Regions from separate parts of the Mus musculus genome. Here region 1 is linked to region 2. The links are chromatin contacts, called in public promoter capture Hi-C maps. All regions are on one chromosome and are shown on one strand. The core of a region is the stretch at or near the end of the contact, and the rest is flanking DNA. Distances in the headings are between cores, read along the strand shown. Region 1 holds the start of Smpd4 (sphingomyelin phosphodiesterase 4). Region 2 holds the start of Serpind1 (serine (or cysteine) peptidase inhibitor, clade D, member 1).

Region 1 (3,588 bases), core at 1,051-3,550, 290 kb after region 2:
GGGAGAGGTACAGGTAAGGGGTTGCCTGCCCTGTTCTCAGAGTGCTGTCCTGAAGATGTAATGTCAGGGCAAGGACCAAAGTCCTCTTTATTCCTATGGCTGTAGAAGAAGGCATGATGAAGAGGTGGGGAGGAGTTAGGCAAACAGACCCTAGTCTGTTTGGACCAGTCCTTGATCCAACAGTACACTCCCTGAGGCGAGGCCAACTAGAGCCCCAGAAGGTAGATGGGTTTGCAGACCCAGGGTGGAGACCCACAGATAGGCTCGCCTATACATGCTGAGTTGAACTGCAACCCCCTAGCCACAGCCAGGAAGGAGCAAAAGGCTTACCTCTGACCTCAGGTCCCTGATGTAGGCAGAGACATGGACACAAAGTCATTAGCTGCTACTGAGCACACACGTCAGGAAGGAGGCGAGGGGAGCCAGGGTAAGATTCAGCAAGTCTGCCAAAAACAAATGCAGTATTCAGTGAGTCCTGTGGCATTCAGGGCAGACCTGTTCCAAGACTTGTCCAAGACTTGTCCACTGTGGCTATCTGGGTCATGGTCCTGAAAACCTAGCCTTTAATCCCATCACCCTGAAGGCAGAGTTTGAAGCCTGCCTGGTCTACATAGTGAGTTCCAGAAAAGAAACAAAACAAAACCCATAAAACAACAACACCAAAACAAAACAACAACAACAAAAATAAAGTGGGGAGCTGGGTGGTGGTGGCACATGCCTTTAATCCCAGTACTCGGGAGGCAGAGGCAGGCAGATTTCTGACTTCGAGGCCAGCCTGGTCTACAGAGTGAGTTCCAGGACAGCCAGGGCTACACAGAGAAACCCTGTCTCGAAAAAACAAAAAAGAAAAAGAAAAGGAAAGGTATGGGAACAGAAAAATAAATATAAATATTTGGGACAAGAGAGGAAGAGAGAGAGAGAGAGAGAGAGAGAGAGAGAGAGAGAGAGAACATGGACAGAGTATGTATCGTGCTGTGGTGGGGCTTTTTCAGAGTAGCAGATGAGATTTGGAAGAGTTCCAAAGCAGGCGTGTCTGCAGGGACTTGCAACCTGCCCAAGTCCATGCAGCCCATCTCCTTGGTGCTCAGCACCTTTTTCCCTTCATGCCCAGCTTTTGCAGCGTGGCCTCCCCCAGACCTGTGAAAGCCCTGAGTCTAGCCTCTGTCAGTCGAGCACCCTGAAAAAGGTGAGTGTTGGGCCCGCGTACCTCCTCCACTTCCCTCTCCCGCCTCTTCCCCTGACCACCACTCCCCACCCCAATTCCCTTCCACCCTGCAGAATTCGCTGCAGTCTAGCAGGTGAGGAGCCTCCACAGCGCCAGCTACTGGCCACCTCTTTCCTTGCCAGGCCCTGCAGCTCCCAGTCTGTAGCGGCTCCAACAACCCAGGGCAAGCATCCCGAGAGGTTTTTACATACTTGCTTGACTTGTTCTGAGTGCTTAATGTGAATAGGGCAGTATGTTAGCCATGGGAATGGTGTGGTGGAAAGCTGTCCGCTGCCTGACGATCAGATCCCTGATAGACGGATTTAGGTAGCAGCACCCAGAACCGTGCCTGGCATATGCTGGGTACTTGGTAAATCCTGTTGGATGATGGGTATTTAGGATTGCATGTACTTATCTATTTTGTGCAGGTTTCTTCCTTGAAGCACTCTTTAAGGGCTCTAAAAAAACAACTTTTAAAATTTTTATTAGCTTAAGAAGTATGAGGATTTTTGTTTTGTTTTCGAGACAGGGTTTATGTAGCCCTGATTGTCCTAGAACTCACCCTGAAGACCAAGCTGGCCTCAGAATCACAGAGATCTGCCTGCCTGCCTCTGCCTCCCTAGTGATGGGATTAAAGGCGTGTGCTGCCACCAACACCTGGTTTATTGGGGGTGGGGGTGTTATTTGTGTACTTGTATATTTGTTGGTTCTTAACCAGGAAGAATTCTTTCAAAGAAGTTTCAATTATTGATTGCTTGATTGTTTGTCTTTTCAAGACAGGGTTTCTCTGTGTAATCCTGGCTATCTTGAACCTCTGGCTTTGAACTCAAGAGATCTGCCTGCCTCTGCCTCCAGAACGCATGGATTAAAAGCGTGTGTCACCAGGGCAACAACCTCTTTCTAGAAACTTTTCATTTCATGTAGTCCCATTTTAATTCTCCAGGCTATTTCTGTGTCAGTGAAGTACAGTGTTGAAAAGTCTTGCCTATATCTATTTTTCTAGACGCGTATTCCTGTTGTCTTCTGTATTTCAGACCTTACTTTGATCCTCTCGGATTCCCGCCAAACTAAGGGGGCGTGGCACCCGGCGCAGCTTGATGACGACATTAGGCGCCGAGTGTCCGAATGGCGGCTCCCTTCTCTGAGAAGCTCGAGATTTGTGCTATCAGCACGGCAGGTGAGTGGCGGGAGCCGCGCGCGAGGCAGCCCAGCACCGTGCGGTTTTCTCGGGTCCCCGCCGAGGCTGGCTCCGTTCCTCCTCGAGCTGTGGGGGACTTGGGCCTCCCGACAGCTCGGCCTGTACGGGGCCGGCCGGGAGCCCAGGGCCCGGCTGCAACCTCACGCCGCTCTCCAGGGTCATGGCTTTCTGCCGCCTTCCTGCGTGGTCCTCGCAGACGGTCCGGGTAGGGGGTGGATGAACGCTCGATGTGAGAGTTGAGGGAGGGGGACTTGGAGGGAAAGTTGAACCTTGGGCTCAGCTAGCGATGTTTGGTAGTAGAACTCGTTGTGGGTTTAGGTTCTACCTTGCGACTTTCCCGAGCCTCAGTTTCCTCCTCTGTAATGTAATAGGGTAGTCTCGAAACTTTGGAGGTATAGGAAGTTGTGATCAACAAATGAGGGCACGCCGCAGCTTCTCAGAGTCAGCCGAGGGAGTTCTTGACAGTGGCGCGCTAAGCTTGGCTGGAGTTCGTAGTCATTAGAAACCTCAAAAACAGTCGCAAGCAGTTCTTGAAGAAAGTGGACTTTGAGGGGTCGACCGAAGCAAAGGCCTTCGGCACTGCATGCACGCTGGCTTCGGGCGTGGGTGACAGGGCCTAAAAGCAAGAGTATCAGTGTCGTTGCCCTATTCGTGGAATCGTGGAAAGACCTTCGTTAGACATCTCTGATTTTTCAACTGTCTGCTTCTTCTGAGGAGAGAGTTGACTTCTTGTCTCCTTTAGATCTCTGCCCTTATCGAGTAGTCCACAATTTTATGCTGCCCTGATCATTTCATGGTAGTTTGCAATGTAGGTCAGGACTGAAACATTTTCAGTTTTCCTTAACACTGAGACTGAATTAAGAATTGGAAAAAAAAAAACAAAACAAAACCCAAAACCTAAGAATTGTTTCTCTTGCCACATGGCAAAGATTGGTGGTCTTTCAAAACCACAACTGCCTTAAACTCCTACTGTCTGGCTTCTCTCCTTGCAGACTGGCATTGCCAGCTTAGCACCTTTTCTCCTGTAGTGAGCAGGGCTGAGACAGAAAAGCTATCACTAGTCCATCGGTGGCACACAGTAGGCTCTCTGCTCTTTCCAGCTCTTGATTGTTTTGTGTTTCTTACCATAGGCACTGGGAGGTAGGAAGCTGCAGGGCTATGCCTAATTTTTGGTGGTGAGTTCAAA
Region 2 (3,348 bases), core at 63-2,562:
ATTTTGGGTGGTGTTTGACATTTCAAAAGACTTGGCCCACTCCCAGTGTGCCCTTGCCTCCTGCTTGTAGTTCATGTGAACTCTTGAAGTTCCTGTGGTCATGCCTTCACTCTACCATCACAGACTCTAACCCTCTGCAAACTTAAGTCCTATTAACCCTTTCTCCTGTAACATACCACAGCAAAAGTACCTAACATACCACATCCAGCATTTTTTCTTTACAGGAGAGAATGCTAACTATAGTTTCAGTCAAGGTGCTCAATATGGTTTCCTAAGACAGAAAAGTGACATCCAAGTGACACCCACATACTGCTCTGCAAGGAAGATGCACCAAAGAGAAACAGCATTTAAGTACCAAGGGCTCAGAGCCTGCTAGGGCTGAAGCTGCAAAGCAGTCCCTAATAGACTGGAGAGTCTCTCTGAGCAACTCGATGCTGCTCCTGGTAGAGATGTATGTGGAGTTAACACACACACACACACACACACACACACACACACACACACACACACACACACACATTCTCTCCCTCCCTCTCTCTCACTTATACACACATACATGCACACACACTCTCTCATACAAACACACACACACTCTCTCACACACACATTCTCTTTCAGACACACACACGCACAAAGACACATATATACACTCTCACACAGATACAACTTAGTACAATATAATCCAAAGATATATTAATTTGGTAACTATATGCTGAGGAATGACAGTAAAAACAACATTTTAAAAGTTTTTGAGGGCAAGACATAGTGGTACATGCCTTCAATTTCAACACTCAGGAGGCAGAGACAGGCAGATCTCTTGTGAGTTCAAAGCCAGTCTGGTCTACATAGTGACAGCCAGGGCTACACTGAGAAACCCGTCTTGAAAACAAACAAACAAACAAACAACTCCAAAGGTCTACACCAATTTATGCATTTCCTAAGTCACCAACCTTAACTTTCCCCTTCCCCTTTCAGTGAGGAAAAAGCTTCCCGTGAACTTAAGGTAACTCCATCTATTGTGTAGCAGCCTTCACACAGACGGAGACCCAGCAGGGGAAGACATGGCTCCCAGGACACTGAACAGTGCCTCAGGTATGCATAACTTCAGCGAGATGTGCTGAACAAGATGGTGCAGACGTGCTGACACAGATAGGAACACTCAACAGCCACACAGCAGCCACACAGAACTGTAGTTTGGAAGTAGCTTGTCCCTAAGTGATCAAAGTGAGCTGAAAGGGTTCTGCTGACAAAGCTACTTGAGTGGTGTTTGAGTTAGGACATATTTGCTTTGGAAAACACACAACAGCCCAGCACCAAAGTTCACATTGAAACCTGCTGCTGACCTTCTCTGGTCTCATCTCTGCCACACCACTGCTCAGAGGTACAGAGGTAAGTTTGGTTTCTAACATTTTTTGCCAATTATAAATTTTTATTTTTAATGCTTAGAGCTAAACAATTGGTTCCTTTATTGAGAAAAGAATATGTTATTTTTAAAATTTAGTTTAATATTCTTTAAAATTTAGTTTAATGTTTAGTTTAATATTAATATTGGTACAACTGACAAAAATGGAATTTGAATTTTAAGAGACAAGATTATTATACCTTTGATACTTTATACTGGAAACTGGGCATGGCAGCACAAGATTGAAATTCCAGCACTTGTAGCCCCTGGGTATCTATCACCCTAGGGCACAAAATCAATTTCTTTTCAAATTAGATAATTGTCTAGTGATTAAGAATGAGAATATTCTTGTTCTAGAGGAAGTTTCCACCTAAGCATTACTATTAAAGGTTAGAGGAATGTAAGAGATCTAACCTCAAAATGCCCAGAAAACGTGTACATATGTTGATACATATACATGTACCCCCCCATGTGCACCACATCACATCATACACACACACCACACATACACACGCACATACACCATACCACACGACACACACACCAACACACCCCACACATATACCACACCATACCACACCACACCACACACATATCATACCACACCACATACCATACCACACACACACACCACACCACACCACACACATACACACACCACACACACACATACCACACCGTGACACACACACACCACATCACACCACACACGCACACAACAGTAAAGGGAACACAGTGGCTGCTCTGCTACTCTATTCTTTCAATTCTTCTGTAAGTTTGAAGTTATTTTAACATAAAAAGGTTTCCCTTCTTGCTTGTTCTGTTTGGATCTGGAGAGATCACAGTAGGAAATGGTGTTCTTTATGACACATATACAAAAAGGCCAACTCCAATCCATGCAACTCTCAAGAATACACTATATGATGTTCCCATGAAAACAAAATTTTGATGAATATCTTAAAATTATAGCACTTTAATTCAAAGACAGCAATTTGAACGCATACACAACTTACAGGTATTTTTAAATGCCTTAATTTTTTTTTAATGAAACTGATGAGCAATATAGAAAGATTTATCTGTCAGATCGTTAATTTTCAATGCATAAAATAACTACATTTTTTCCTTTCTCTAAGAAGAGAATAATGAAAATTATGGCTTATGGCTTTTGGACATACCTTCAGGAACAGGGTATATGATGCTTACCCTTCAGAACCAACCCAACCCAACCCAACCTAACCAAACCAGAATGTGTTCTGAGTTCCAGGATAAGATGAAGAACATCTTTTCTATTTGGGCTCAGACTAGTCTCCTTGAACCTACATTAATTCAAGTTGGCTTTTCTTTTGTTCTTTAACATTATTGTAACTACTGTTTTAGCCAAGGAAATTTTTAACTGTAATCATAAAAAGGCTTCCATTAAGTTTTTTTATTTGTGCATATGCACTTGTCTGTTCAAGTATGCACCACATTGTGCAGACTGCCAGAAGGGTACAAAACTCCTTGCAGCTGGAGTTACAGATGGCTGAGCCACCCACCTGGAGGGCTGGGACCTGAACTCTCGTACTAACTGCTGAGCCCCCTCTCTAGCCCACTTAATTTCAATGATACCCATGCCTGATTTTATCTTGAAACTAGTTCTATTTACATTAGATACTGTTTCCAGTAATTGTTCCACATGTGTAGATTATGTAGCCATGAGTCTCAGCAAAGTGCTGAGATGGATCGGGCTTATTCACAGTCAGAAAGCATGTGGCTCTTTTTCCAAAATAAGCACTTCAGAAGCCCCCAGCCAGCTGTAGATGTACCTCAGCTGGGAGAGCATACTCCTAGCACTGACAGCCCTGACTCATTGCAGCACTGTACAGTATAGGTATGGTGATATCGGTCTACAAATAAGGAGGTATAATCAAAAGGTCAGAAACGTAAGGTCAGCCTTGGTACACAAG

What was found. Capture Hi-C pulls out chosen DNA fragments and counts their contacts.
Region 1: a contact with region 2 is called in a promoter capture Hi-C map of liver. The contact joins the promoter of Smpd4 here to the promoter of Serpind1 in region 2. A contact is called at or near these places in 3 of 39 promoter capture datasets (3T3-L1-derived adipocytes, cranial neural crest and hippocampal neurons), 1 of 115 datasets of contacts at active chromatin or transcription factors (bone marrow-derived macrophages) and 3 of 9 other capture datasets (adipose tissue, liver and pancreatic islet).

The regions. Positions count from the first base shown.
Region 1 is chr16:17,617,054-17,620,641 of GRCm38.p6, forward strand. It overlaps Smpd4 (sphingomyelin phosphodiesterase 4), which reads left to right and starts at 2,301. Exons shown (of 19, transcript NM_001164610.1): 1 at 2,301-2,381.
Region 2 is chr16:17,330,059-17,333,406 of GRCm38.p6, forward strand. It overlaps Serpind1 (serine (or cysteine) peptidase inhibitor, clade D, member 1), which reads left to right and starts at 1,313. Exons shown (of 5, transcript NM_008223.4): 1 at 1,313-1,389. All of the region lies in intron 19 of Pi4ka (phosphatidylinositol 4-kinase alpha), which reads right to left.